Regions from separate parts of the Callithrix jacchus genome. Here region 1 is linked to region 2. A link is a contact called in public Hi-C data. All regions are on one chromosome and are shown on one strand. Each heading gives the region's core, a stretch centred on a gene start, on an enhancer-like site or on the middle of the called end of the contact. The rest is flanking DNA. Distances are from core to core; before and after follow the strand shown.

Region 1 (6,841 bases), core at 1,924-4,423, 86 kb before region 2:
GAAAGTCAGGGTCGGCTCGTGAAAAGCTGTTAAACAACACGCTAAATGTGAAATGTCAACCCTCACTCTAAGGTTTCCCTGTTCAGAGCATCACATGAGGACTTCATTGGGATTTATAGTGGCTTTCTGAGTTTTGGTGGTCCATCAAAGAAGGGAGTTTGAAAGCTGTTGTATGCTGTTAATGATTGCCCATGTCCTGCCTGAAATACCATGATTGTTTATGGAAAATATCTTTAATAAAGCTGGATACAGTTTAGCTTGGAAAAAAAAATTAACTAATTAAAATTAAATCGAGCTTTTTTTTTGGAGGCAGTGTCTCACTCTGTTGCCCAGGCTGGACTTCAATGGCGCAGTCTCTGCTCACTGCAGCCTCAACCTCCCGGGTTCAAGTTATTCTCCTGCCTCAGCCTCCCAAGTAGCTGGGATTACAGGCACGCGCCACCACACCCAGCTAATTTTTATATTTTCAGTAGACAGAGTTTCACCATGTTGGCCAGTCAAACTCCAGGCCTCAACTGGTCCCCCTGCCTTGGCCTTCCAAAGTGCTGAGATTACGGGCGTGAGCCACTGCGCCCGGCCAAGGTCATTGCCTCTTCCTCTGTCAGCATCCGAACTGCGTTCTCACACTCTGTTAATTGTCATCTGCCTCTCCACTGACACAAAGAATCAGGTGACATCTAATCTCTCCCAAAGAAAGCCAGGGGAGGGGGTACTCACAAAGCCTCCCACAGAAACACAATCTAAGTAAGGGTGAAACCAGTCCAGTCCTTGCCATGCAAATGTAGCCTGAATGGCACTGCCATCGCCCATCCCCGATCCCCGTGTCCAGGTCTTATTTGGGTAACCTCCCATGAGACAGAACTTCCTCCTCGCGTTTCTCTTCTAGGCCCTCATAGCCTCTCATCAATGCTAGAGGTCCCCATTGATTTCCTCCCTTCCATCAGGCCCCCACAATCCATCCCACAATGTAAGCTCCTCAGTGCAAATGTCTGAGCAAAAGCCTTCAGTGGCTCCCTGGTAACTGCAAATGCCTGCCTCCTTTTCACTTCTCTACTGATGTGTGAATTTTTACCAAACGCTCTTATTAATTAAAAAAAAAAGCCAGGTGCAGTGGCTCACGCCTATAATCCCAGCACTTTGGAAGACTGAGGCGAGCGGATCACGAGATCAGGAGTTGGAGGCCAGCTGACCAACATAGCGAAACCCATCTCTACTAAAAATATAAAAAATTAGCAGGGCATGGTATTGGGCACCTGTACTCCTAGCTACTTGGGAGGCTGAGGCAGGAGAATCGCTTGAACCTAGGAGGTGGAGGTTGCAGTGAGCTGAGATCACGCCATTGCACTCCAGCCCAGCAACAATGCAAGACTCCCTCCCCCCCGACCCCCCCCCCAAATGTCGGGGCAGGATGGCTCATACCTGTAATCCCAGTGCTTTGGGAGGCTGAGGTGGTAGGATCACTTGAGCCTAGGAGATCGTGACCAGCCTGGGCAACCCAGCAACGTTCCTTTCACTACAAAGAAGTAATTTTTTTTTTTTTTTGAGATGGGGTCTCGCTCTGTCTCCCAGGCTGGAGGGCAGTGGCCGGATCTTTGCTCACTATGGCCTCTGCCTCCCTGGCTCTAGTAGTCCTCCTGCCTTGAGAGTGGCTGGGACTACAGGCTTGCACCACCACACCCAACTAATTCTAAAATGTGTTGTACAGATGGGGCCTTGCTCTGTTGCCCATGCTAGTTTCAAACTCCTGAGCTCAAGCAGTCCATCTGCCTCAGCCTCCCAAAGCGCTGCGATGACAAGTGTGAGTCACCTTGCCTGATCAAATTAAAAAAAAAATACACTTGAATCACCAAATTGTTATGCCTAAAGGTGCCATTCATTACTTTGAGTTTCAAATAACTTTAAAAAAATGCATCTACACCAAGTGCTGTGGCTCACTTCTGTAATCACAGCACTTTGGGAAGCCAAGGTGGGAGGCTCGCTTGAGGCGAGGAGTTCGAGACCAATCTGGACAACATAGGAAGACTCTATCTCTGCAAAAAAATTAGCCAAGCGTGGTGGCGTGCACCTGTAGTCCCAGCTACTCGAGAGGCCGAGGCAGGAAAATCGCTAGGGCCCAGGAGCTCAAGGCCACGATGTGTTATGATCTACACTCCAGCCTGGGCGACAGAGGGAGAGACTGACTCCAAATGAAAACAAACAAAAATACCTAAATTGGAATTTAACCAAAACCTTGAACTTTCTCCAGAGTCTCTGCTAAGCATCACACTTCTCTCTGCCTGCTGGTACCCTGGCTGACGTCTGAGCAGGATGCGATGCGCGCCTCAGAGCCTAAGATAAAACAGAAAGTGCCTGTAGGGCTTTCTACCAACAAATAAGTTCTGACGGATTCATTTGATGAGGTTTGGAAGGGAGGTCCTGGAAGGTGCCCGCGGACTCGGCCCTGAGCTCCCGGACCTGGGCTCTGCGATCCTTGCAGAAGGCATGGACAGGGGCAGGATGGGAAGCCTGGAGGCTGGGTGGAGGCGGCTACCCACTGAGGTCGGGTCCGGCCAGGCGCCCACGCTGCGCCAGCCTGCCGGGCTGCGCTTCTCGGGGCTGCGGCCGCGGAGCTGGTCCGGCGCTCCCCGGTCCCAGGCCCGGAAAGAGCTAACGAGCTATTCGCAGACGGGCCGGGATTCCCCCAGGGGAGGCCCCACTTCCCAGCCTGCGTGATCCCCGCCTACCACCCCGGGCCCTCGCGGGGCACCCCCAGCAGGAGCAGGCAGGGCAGTGGGCGGCGCTCGGCGGAGGGCAGCGCGCTCTGGGCGCGCGGGGACCGCGGGCGCTGGGAGGAGAGGGTGGTGCGCGGGCGGGGGCGGGGCGAGCGAGGGCAGATCAGGGCAGCCCGCCCCCAGGCCCCGCCCCGTCCAGGCCCCGCTCCGGCCGCACCCCGCCCCGGCCCCGCCGCGAACGGCCGGGCCCCGGTGACTGACAGGACTCCAGACCAGTCACCGCGCGCCTCGAGGCCCCAAGGGGCCAGTCGGGGCTGACCCGCAGAGGGGCTTCGGTTGGGGAGGGGGCGGGCGGGGAAGCCTTTCGGAAAGGGGCGGGGTCTCAAGAAGACTGGCAGAACTCACAGCCAATAGCAGGCGGGAGCCGTCCCGTTAACGCCGGATCCCCGCGGGTAGGGCGGGGCGGGCGGTGCGGTGGGGATCCCGGGGCGACCGAGGGCCCCAGACTCGGCTCCTCACGGCGACATGGATCGGATGGCCAGCTCCATGAAGCAGGTGCCCAACCCGCTGCCCAAGGTGCTGAGCCGGCGCGGGGTCGGCGCCGGGCTGGAGGCGGCGGAGCGCGAGAGCTTCGAGCGGACTCAGGTGAGGACGGGGGACCCCGGGGCATCCCTGGGGCACCCTGAGGGACGCGGTGTCCGGGAAGGGCTTTGAAGGGAATAGGAGTCTTGCAGGCCCCAGTTGAGGACGGAGCGAGGGGGTCGTGAGCGGGGACATTGGCGTACAGATCTGGGCGATCCCAGGAATGTCGGGGACCCCAGGGTATCCCAGCTGGCCTGGGGAGAAGGGCAGGAGGGTCAGGGGCGGGCTAGGAGGAGAAGGCAGGATGCGTGCGGCCAAGCGGAGCCTGAGCGGCTGGGGACCCGGCAGGGGTCCCAAGGGGAGGTGAGGGGGGGAAGGAACTGAAAAGGGACGGAATGGAAAGGGTGCCCCTAAACAGCGGAAGCGCACGGGAGCCACTTGGAGACTCACGTGTGGGGGCGGAGAGTGGGGGCGCCGGACTGGGAGTGTGAAGGGTGAAGGGACCTCTCCTCCCCTCCTATCACTTCTTGGTTGCACTGACATCCCCTTCCAACCTGCACCCCTCAGCATCCCCCTTTCTCGTTGCCTCTTGTTTGGCTCTGGCCAGCCCCAGCTGTCAGCTCTGAGGCCGCGACGAAGGGTCGGAGCAGGGAAAAGGAATGCAGGAAATGCAAAGTGTGGCCAAGCTGGGAAAATGACTTTGGGGGCAAAAGTGGAAACCACTGTGCTCCATGGTGCCCCAAGCCCTGATTTGGGGTTTTGGTTTTATTCGCCAAGATGTGCCTGACAGCTACTAGGCAGACTGCCCTATTTGTCCTGCCTGACCAGGGCTCGGGGCCAAAATTCCTCATTGTCATCAACAAAAAGCCACAATCCATTTTTACCTCCGAGTTTTTAATGCCTGGTGTATTGATTGGACTGAATTAAGCTGACATGTTGATGTTGTTCATCCGTTCATTTGTATGTAAAATCCATTTCAAAGAGTACAACGCTTCTTTTAATCCCAGTGCCGATGTTGGAGGGGCAGATTTGTTCTACACTCTTGCGCTCAGAGTGGAACCTTTGAAGACCCAGTTGGGTCCCCCACTGCCAGAGGCTGGTCCCCTGATGTGTAAGGAATACTTCCCCTAGACACGGTTGGAGGGAAAGTGCTTTGGGATTTGAGTTAGAAAAGATGTGAGAATCTGACTGAGGGTTCTGTATATGGAATCTTTCAAAGAATAAAGCTTTTGGCATAGTGTGATACCTCACGCCCAGCACTTTGGGACGTCTAGGCTGGTGGATCACCTGAGGTCCGGAGTTCGAGACCAGCCTGGCCAACATGGTGAAAACCCATCTCTACTAAAAATACAAAAAATTAGCCGGTGGACGACCGTAATCCCAGCTACTTGGGAGGCTGGGGCAGGAAAGTTTCTTGAACCTGGGAGTTGAAGGTTGCAGTAAGCTGAGATTATACCACTGCACTCCAGCCTGGGCAACAAGAGCAAAACTCCGTCTCAAACAAAAACAAAAACAAAAAAGAATAAACCTTTCCACCCCCAGAGAACTTCATCCTCTTCTTATTCTGAAAATCTTTGCCTGAGCTGCCCTACCCCACACCGGGGCAACATAGTGAAACCATGTATCTACAAAAAATAAAATAATAGGCTGGGTGCAGTAGCTCACACCTGTAATCCCTGCACTTTGGGAGGCCAAGGTGGGAGGATTACTTGAGCCCAGGAGTTTGAGATGAGCCTGGGCAACACGATGAGATCCTGCCTCTATTTTTAAAAAAAATTTTCAATTAACCTGGAGTTGGCATATACCTGTAGTCCCAGCTATTCGAGAGGCTGAGGCAGGAGGTTGAGCCCAGGAGGTTGAAGCTGCAGTGAGCTCTGATTGTGCCACTCCAGCCTGGGTGACAAAATGAGACACTGTCTCTACAACAACAAAAAAAAAAAAAAGAAAAGAAAAAGGAGAAGAGAAGGTGGCCCCACGCAGGTGTGTCTGAATGGTGTGAGGCAGTGAGACCCTATCTCTAAAAAAAAAAAAAAGAAAAGAAAAAGGAGAAGAGAAGGTGGCCCCACGCAGGTGTGTCTGAATGGTGTGAGGCAGGGGGTCTCCCCTACCTGGTGATCCTATCCCAGGAGGGAAGTGGCAGATGGTCATTCATTTCACTTCTGCCTCCCAGGATCCAGCTGGGTTTGAGGCTTGTTCTCTGATTTCATGGACCAGACCCCTGAAAAGAAGGAAGTTTTCTGTCTGTCTTGGATGTTAGTGCGTCTGCTAGCTGCCTGGTTGTATGAGGCTTCTTGCTCCATGAAACAGTGTGTATATTCCTTTTATTTTTATATTTTTGTAGAGATGGGGTCTCACTGTGTTGCCCAGATTGGTCTCAAACTCCTAGTCTTTAGCGATCCTCCTGCTTCTGCCTTCCAAAGTGCCGGGACTATAGGCGTGACCCATGGCACCCAGCCTATTGTTGTTTTTAAATAAATGAAGTAAGAAAATAAACAGACCAGGTGCAGTGGCTCAAGCTTGTAATCCCAGCACTTTGGGAGGCCAAGGTGGGTGGATCACAGTCAGGAGTTCGAGACCAGCCTGGCCAACACAGTGAAACCCTATGTCTACTAAAAATACAAAAATTAGCTGGATCTGGTGGCGAGCACCTGTAGTCCCAGCTACTCGGGAGACTGAGGCAGGAGAATCGCTTGAACCCGGGAGGTGGAGGTTGCAGTCAGCCAAGATTGTGCCACTGCACTCCAGCCTGGGCGACAGAGCTAGACTCCATCTCAAAATAAATAAATAGATATTATTTTATAACAACCCATTTCTTCTAGAGTCTCAAATAAGTAAAAACTAGAGCAAGAGAAATATGCATAAGAGTTTGACCCATAACAGTGATAGAAATTAGGTTTGTGAAAGTTTCCACCCATGAGTGGCATGTTTTCTTGCTATCCAGGGACAGCCCAACAGGATAGTCTAGGTCAGTGTTTTCTGGTGTTTTACATTCTGTGGGACATGTGACTGGCCAGATTTGACCTGGGTGAGGTGAGTAGGGATGATGTGGAGTGGAGCAGAAAAAGAATTTTTCTGATGTTGAAACTCTTATTTTTATCTTTTTATTTTTGAGATGGGGATGTCACTGTGTGTGCCCAAGCTGATCTTGAACTGCTAGCCTCAAGCGATCTTCCCATCTCAGCCTCCCAAAGTGCTGGGATTTCAGGTGTGAGCCACTGCACTCAGCCTCTGGTTGAAAACTCTTTAGGGGAGTAGGAGAGTAAAGAAGCAGAACAAGCCCAGACAACAGTGTAAGACCCCATCTCTACAAAAAATAAAATTCGCAGGACGGGGTGGCGTGTGCCTGTTGTCCCAGTAACTTTGGAGACCGAGGCGGGAGAATTGCTCGAGCCCAGGAGGCTGAGGCTGCAGTGAGCAAAGATCGCGCCACTGCAATCCAGCCTGGGCAACACAGTGAGACCCCATCTCAAAAAAAAAGAAAAGAAATAAAAGAACAGCCCTAAAACCCATCATTAGTCAATCTGCAAAAAGTTATTTTGTTTAATAAC
Region 2 (6,708 bases), core at 482-2,981:
CTCCCAGGTTCAAGTGATTCTCCTGCCTCAGCCTCCCAAGTAGCTGGTATTACAGGCACCTGCTACCATGCCCAGCTATTTATTTTTTTTTTTTTTGTATTTTTAGTAGAGGGGGAGTTTTGCCATGTTGGCCAGGCTGGTCTCGAGCTCCTGACCTCGTGATCCACCCGCTTTGGCCTCCCAGAGTGCTGGGATTACAGGCGTGAGCCACCACACCGGGCCAATTAGCCATGTGTTCTAGACAGAGAAACTGAGGCACAGAGAGGCTGACTGACTTGCCCAAGGCCACACGTAGAATAAGTGTTGCAGCCAGGGTTCCTGCCCAGGGCCTTCTCCGAAATTGACAGTGACCCACCGGAAGCTACACAGCAGGGAATTGCTGGAGATAGGAAGGACTTGAACTTGGGATTCTGATGTAAGAGCCACTCTGATAGGCCGGGCGCAGTGGCTCACACCTGTAATCCCAGCACTTTGGGCGGCCAAGGAGGGTGGATCACGAGGTCAAGAGATCGAGACCATCCTGGTCAACATGGTGAAACTCCGTCTCTACTAAAAATACAAAAAGTTAGCTGGGCACGGTGGCGCGTGCCTGTAATCCCAGCTACTCAGGAGGCTGAGGCAGGAGAATTGCCTGAACCCAGGAGGCGGAGGTTGCGGTGAGCCGAGATCGCGCCATTGCACTCCAGACTGGGTAACAAGAGCTAAACTCTGTCTAAAAAAAAAAAAAAAAAAGCCACTCTGATTCAGCATCCCTACTCTGGCTTTAGAATCCCAGGTTGTTTTTACAGCGTGGAGGGTCCTTGAAGACCCTCTCACCCTCCACTGTTTTCATTCGGGCTGAGTCCCCCAGTGCCCTCTCTCCACCTGTGTGGGCAGCTGTCTCTTGCTAAATGGCTTTAGTTGGAGCGCTCAGGTCGTGGCTCTCAAAAAAAATGTGTGGGATGAATAAGCACCTAAAAATAACCCCGGATCAATTGTGTGTGTGTGTGTGTGTGTGTGTGGTGGGGAGAGGGCTGTGTTTTCCTTTCTCTTCCCTCTTCTCCCTGCCTCTGCCCCCAAGGCCAGTAAATTGCTGCTGGCTGACAGCCAGGCCAAGCTGGCTTCCTGTAAGCCGTGATAACACGGAATTAGCCCAACCGCCATCCTCCTCAGGGCGGGGACGCCAGCTCTGAACCACTACAGGCCACACTGAGCTGGTACTTCCTACCCTCAGCCTGGTCCATGCTTCTGGGACACATCTTTGCTTTGGAGATAACTGGGCAGAGCCGGGGGCGGTGGCTCACGCCTATAATCCCAGCATTTTGAGAGTGGGTGGGCGGATCATTTGAGGCCAGGAGTTTGAGACCAGCCTGGCCAACATGGCGAAACCCCATCTCTACTAAAAACACAAAAATTATCTGGGTGTAGTGGCGGGTGCCTGTAATCCCAGCTACTTGGGAGGCTGAGACAGGAGAATCACTTGAACCCAGGAGGTGGAGGTTGCAGTGAGCCAAGATTGTGTCACTGCACACCAGCCGGGTAACAGAGGGAGACTCCGTCTCAAAAAAAAAAAAAGAGAAAGATAACTGGGCAGAGACACATCCCTGGACTTGTCCTCCAGTGGAGAAGCGCTAGGAAAACCTCTCCCAGCACAAGGCTGGCAGCTCCTGAACTGGGCCGTTAAGGGTGCTCCAAATTACCACTGACGGAGGAGTCAGCAGGCAGGGGCAGCGAGCTCTGGCAGGCTGGGCCACCCCTGAGGCAAGGTTTCCAGGCTGTTTGCTGATTCAGGGACTTGGCTAAGTGGCTCCTGTCTGTCCTGGTGCCTCTAATAGGCCCTCTGACCCCTGCCAGCCACCAGCAGCCTGCCTGGAGAGGCTTTAGAAAACCAGCAGATCTTTGCTGCCCAGAACCCACCAGCTAATGGTGTAAGACCCACCAGCTAATTGTAAGACCAAGCCAGGTGTTTTTCTTAGGGGGGGTCTATCTTGCAGAATGGTTAGGTTCTGGGGGTGCACTAGCCATCTGCATATAGCTCAGCCATGCCTGAAGTCACGCTTTCCCTGTGATGTTAAATCTTTGGAAACGGACCATGGTCACCTGTGTTTAATATGGGGGGAACAGCCATGTCAGGAGGGAAAAGAGATCTATTAATATCAGGGGCATTCAGAGGTCTCTGCCTATGCGGAACCTTTGACCGAAGGATGGAAAATTCCAGGTGGGAGCTTGGAAATTCCCCATGTAGGAGAAGCAGTAAGGGAAGTGCCACGCTTCCTTGTCTCCTGCACCCCTCAGCTTCAGCCAAGACCAGGGCGGGGGTTCCTGAGTCTGGCTGCGGTTGCTCAGTTGTTCGTAGCCTTGGCTGTACATCACAGCCTCCTGGGGGACGTTTAAAGTTCTGGCGTCCAGGTGGGTCCCAGGCCTGTTACATCAGAGTCCCTGGGGCGGGGCCCAGGCTTCCCAGGTGACCCGAGCGTGCAGCTGGCGTGGAGAACCGCAGCCGGCAATAACACCGTCTGTTTTTCTCCACCCTCTGTCTGGCTCCCTTATTTCTGATCTCTCAGATTCAGAGGTAGGCATGGCTGTGCATACTGGGTGTTTGGAAAATGGTGTTCAGCGCCATTGCCGCTACTACTGCTAATAGTAATTTACATTCACTCGAAGGGCCAGGAGCATTGGAAAAGTGCTTTGCTAGGATTTCATTTAAAAATGTTCCTAGCCTGGACAACACAATAAGACCCCATCTCTAAGAAAAATTTGAACAATTAGCCAGGCGTAGTGGCATGCACCTGTAGTCCCAGTGAGATCAGGTCTCACTATGTTGCCCAGGCTGGTGTCAAACTCCTGAGCACAAGCAATCCTCCCATCTTGGCCTCCCAAAGTGCTGGGATTACAGGCATGAGTCACAGAGCCCGACCCTGTTCCTCTTAATGGCCCCACTGCCTCCCAGTCCCAGGGTCTGCTCTCTGGGCGGGCTGTCTCTGTGCCACCTTCCTTCCCACAGCATGTCTCATCTCTCCTTGTCCCCTTCTTGAAGCCATGACCGTAATGCAGGCTTCGGTCTCCCTGGCTCACCTCTGCAACCCCTGACTTTCTGCAGCCTAGGGGGGGTGTCTATCTTGCAGAATGGTTAGGTTCTGGGGTGCAGCGGGCATCTACATATAGCTCAGCCACACTTGAAGTCATCCTTTCCCCTGTGATGTCAAATCTGTGGGAAGGGACCATGGACACCTGTGTTTAATACGGGGGAACAGCCACATCAGGAGGGAAAACAGATCTATTAATATCAGGGGCAAAGAGTTTGGAGGTCTCCACTGAATCCACAGAGGGAGCAGCCATAGGAGCCACCCTTTGAGACTTGATGCTCTTCCATGACCCCGCCCAGTCACTCCAACCAGCCCCAGCTACTTCAACCAGTCCCAGGTACTCCAACCAGCCCCAGCTACTCCAACCACTCCAAGCTACTCCAACCAGCCCCAACTACTACAGCCATGTTGGCCGGGCTGGTCTTGAACTCCTGACCTCAGGTGATCCGCCTGCCGGGATTACAGATGTGAGCCATTGCATCCAGCCGTGTTCATGCACAGTTTTATTGGTACCAGAGCAAGAGGGGTACTCGGAACTTCTAGGCCCTCCCTCTTAGGAGGCCCTGGCCCTTTCCTAACCAGGAGGGTCCACTTCCAGGCACCTTAGGTAGACCCGTCTCCTGTCAGACACTGGTCCTGGAGGGGCTGATGACTGCAGAGCACTGGCCTTTCCTGGCTGTAAGCGGTTCTGCAGGCCTCACCTCATTTCTCATTTATGCTGCGGCTCTCAGGGCTCCCCAGGGGTAGTTCCAACATCCCCAGCTGATGCCCAGAGAGTGCCATGGGGCAGACGGATCCTAGCTGATGGCCTCGCTCCTAAAAGGCTGACAGATGGTCAGCCAAAAGTGACCTCAGCCCTTGCTGTGCCTAGTGGACCCCTGGGGCAACAGGGCCGTGGGTATGGGTGGGGGGAAGCAAAGAACACGCAGGCAGATGATTGGTGGTGGTTACTCCCTGCGAGACCCTGGGCAGGTCAGTGACATCTCTCCGTCTCAGTGTCCACAGTGGTGAGGGCCGCTGGGGGCATCAGAGAGGATAGCATAGTCAGAACATCTGGTCATGCCCCGGCACATTGCAGGCGAGTGCCTTGCGCTTGTAGACCCTGCGGTCAGCAAAGCACTGCACAGCTGCTCATTAGACTTAGTGACTTTGGCCGGGCGCGCTGGCTCACACTCATAATCCCAGCACTTTGGGAGGCCAAGGCGGGCAGATCACCTGAGGTCAGGAGTTCGACACCAGCCTGGCCAACATGGTGAAACCCAGTCTCTACTAAAAATACAAAAAAGAAAAAAAAATAGCTGGGTGTTGTGGAGGGCACCTGTCATCCCAGCTACTCGGGAGGCTGAGTCAGGAGAATCACTTGAACCCCTGAGGAAGAGGTTGCATGAACCAAGATCATGCCATTGCACTCCAGTCTGGGCAACAGAGCAAGACTCAGTCTCAAAAAAAAAAAAGAATTTGTTTTAGATTCAGGGGGTACATGTGCAGGTGTGTTACATGGGTCTATTGTGTGATGCTGCTGTTTGGGATTCTAATGACCCGTCATCCAGCTCGTGAGCACAGTACCCAATAGGTAGTTTTCAACCCTTGCCTCCCTCCTGCCTTTTGGAGTCCCCAGTGTCTGTGGTTCCCATCGTTATGCTCATTTGCATCCAGTGTTGAGCTCCCACTTATAAGTGAGAACGTGCAGTATTCGGTTTTCTGTATCTGTGTTAATTCATTTAGGATAATGGCCACCAGCTGCGTCTATATCGCTGCAAAATACATGATTTCATTCTTTTTTATGGCTACATAGTATTCCTTGGTGTACACGTCCCACCTTTTCTTTCTCTAACCCACTGTTGTGGGGCAGCTGGCCTGATTCCATGCATTTACTATTGTGAATAGTGCTTTGGTGAACATATGAGTGAAGGTGTCTTTTTGGTAGGATGATCTATTTTTCTCTGGGTAGATACCAGTAATGGGATTGCCAGGTCAAATGGTAGTGCTATTTTTAGTTATAAAAGAAACAATCCAGGCTGGGTGCGGGTAATCCCAGCACTTTGGGAGGCCAAAGCAGGCGGATCACCTGAAGTCAGGAGTTCAAGACCAGCCTGGTCAATGTGGTGAAACTCCATCTCTACTAAAAATACAAAACTTCGCCAGGCATGGTGGTGGGTTCCTGTAGTCCCAGCTACTTGGGAGGCTGACGCAGGAGAATTGCTTGAACCCGGGAGGTGGAGGTTGCAGTGAGCCGAGATTGCACCATTGCACTCCAGCCTGGGGAACAAGAGTGAAACTTCGTTTCAAAAAAAAAAGTAGGCCAGGCAGTGGCTCCCATCTGTAATCCTAACACTTTGAGAGGCCGAGGTGGGTAGATCATGAGGTCAAGAGATCAAGACCATCCTGGCCAACATGGTGAAACCCCATCCTCTACTAAAAAAATAGAAAAATTGGCTGGGCGTGGTGGTGCACACCAGTAGTCCCAGCTACTCAGGAGGCTAAGGCAGGAGAATCGTTTGAACCCTGAAGGCAGAGGTTGCAGTAAGCTGAGATTGCACCATTGCACCCCAGCCTGGTGATAGAGTGAGACTTTGTCTCAAAAAAAAAGTAAAGTAAAATGAACAATCCTTGTAAAGTGCTTGTCATGCCTGGCACTGTGGTAAGAACGTGATCAATGTTATCTGTTATAATTCATCACGACACAAGTGCCCCCTCCCCCCCCCCCCAGCAGCAGCCACCTTCCTAGTTCCTGAGTGACGCTGCCTCTTTCAGGTGTTCTGAACTCAGCCCTAGGTCTAAGAATTTGTGTGTTTCCTGAGGGTGTAATTATGTCTCAGAAAGAGAGGCAGCAAAAGGCTTTTCTCACTGGAGTGAAAGTGAAGGTTCCTGGATTCATTGAAAAAGGCCATCTTCTGTCCAAAACAAACCCGGTGAGAACGCTCTGTGCCAGAGCCGCCAGGATCACAGCCCTGCTAGGAACTCACTCCCCCTGGCTAAGGCTTTGCTTGCAGGCATTCCCATGGGGAGATGAGGAATCGCTCAGCTAGTGGTGGGTGGTTTCTGTCCTCCACGGCTCAGCTGGGCATGGTCAGTGACTCTAGTTCCTCCCCTGCCCCATAAAACCTACTTATTTGCTGTCATTTTAATGAAAATGAGTACTGTTATCTTTGCTTTTACTTTTTTTTCTTATGTTTAATCTTTTAAAAAATTATCCTGTCTGGGTGCAGAGGCTCATGCCTGTAATCCCAGCACTTTAGGAGGCTGAGGCGGCAGATCACCTGAGGTCAGGAGTTGGAGACCAGCCTGACCAACATGGTGAAGCCTCATCTCTACTAAAAATACAAAAAGTAGCCAGGCGTGGTGGCGCACGCCTGTAATTCCAACTACTCAGGAGGCAAGAAAATTGTTTGAGCCTAGGAGGCGGAGGCTGCAGTAAGCCGAGATTGTGCCATTGCACTCCAGCCTGGGCAATGAGAGTGAAACTCCATCTCAAAAGAAAAAAAAAAATTACCCAGAAGCTTCCAAGAGCCAGCCGCCAAGTAAGCTGAGAGACAGGTGCGTGGAGCCAAGAGCCAGCCGCCCACTGTGCTGGGTCTTCATATACATGGGTTTGCTTAATTCTCACATTGACCCTGGGAGGGATAATATTTATTAGCCTATT

Evidence for each region. A called contact is a pair of places that touch in the nucleus more often than the background predicts.
Region 1: a contact with region 2 is called in a Hi-C map of skeletal muscle, with 2.4 times the contacts expected there. The contact joins the promoter of HIP1 here to the enhancer-like site in region 2. A contact is called at or near these places in 2 of 3 Hi-C or Micro-C datasets (both in skeletal muscle).

What each region holds. Positions count from the first base shown.
Region 1 is chr2:10,646,771-10,653,611 of calJac240_pri, reverse strand. HIP1 (huntingtin interacting protein 1) reads left to right here and starts at 3,173. Exons shown (of 30, transcript XM_035280273.3): 1 at 3,173-3,356. The coding sequence starts at 3,237.
Region 2 is chr2:10,559,179-10,565,886 of calJac240_pri, reverse strand. All of the region lies in intron 1 of HIP1 (huntingtin interacting protein 1), which reads left to right. Among named protein-coding and RNA genes, the nearest start is that of HIP1, 88 kb to the left of the region's middle. Within about 2 kb of position 1,731, at least 7 of the 16 cell types and tissues checked have an H3K27ac peak or open chromatin away from gene starts, as enhancers often do. A contact at or near this core is called in skeletal muscle, where this site is marked.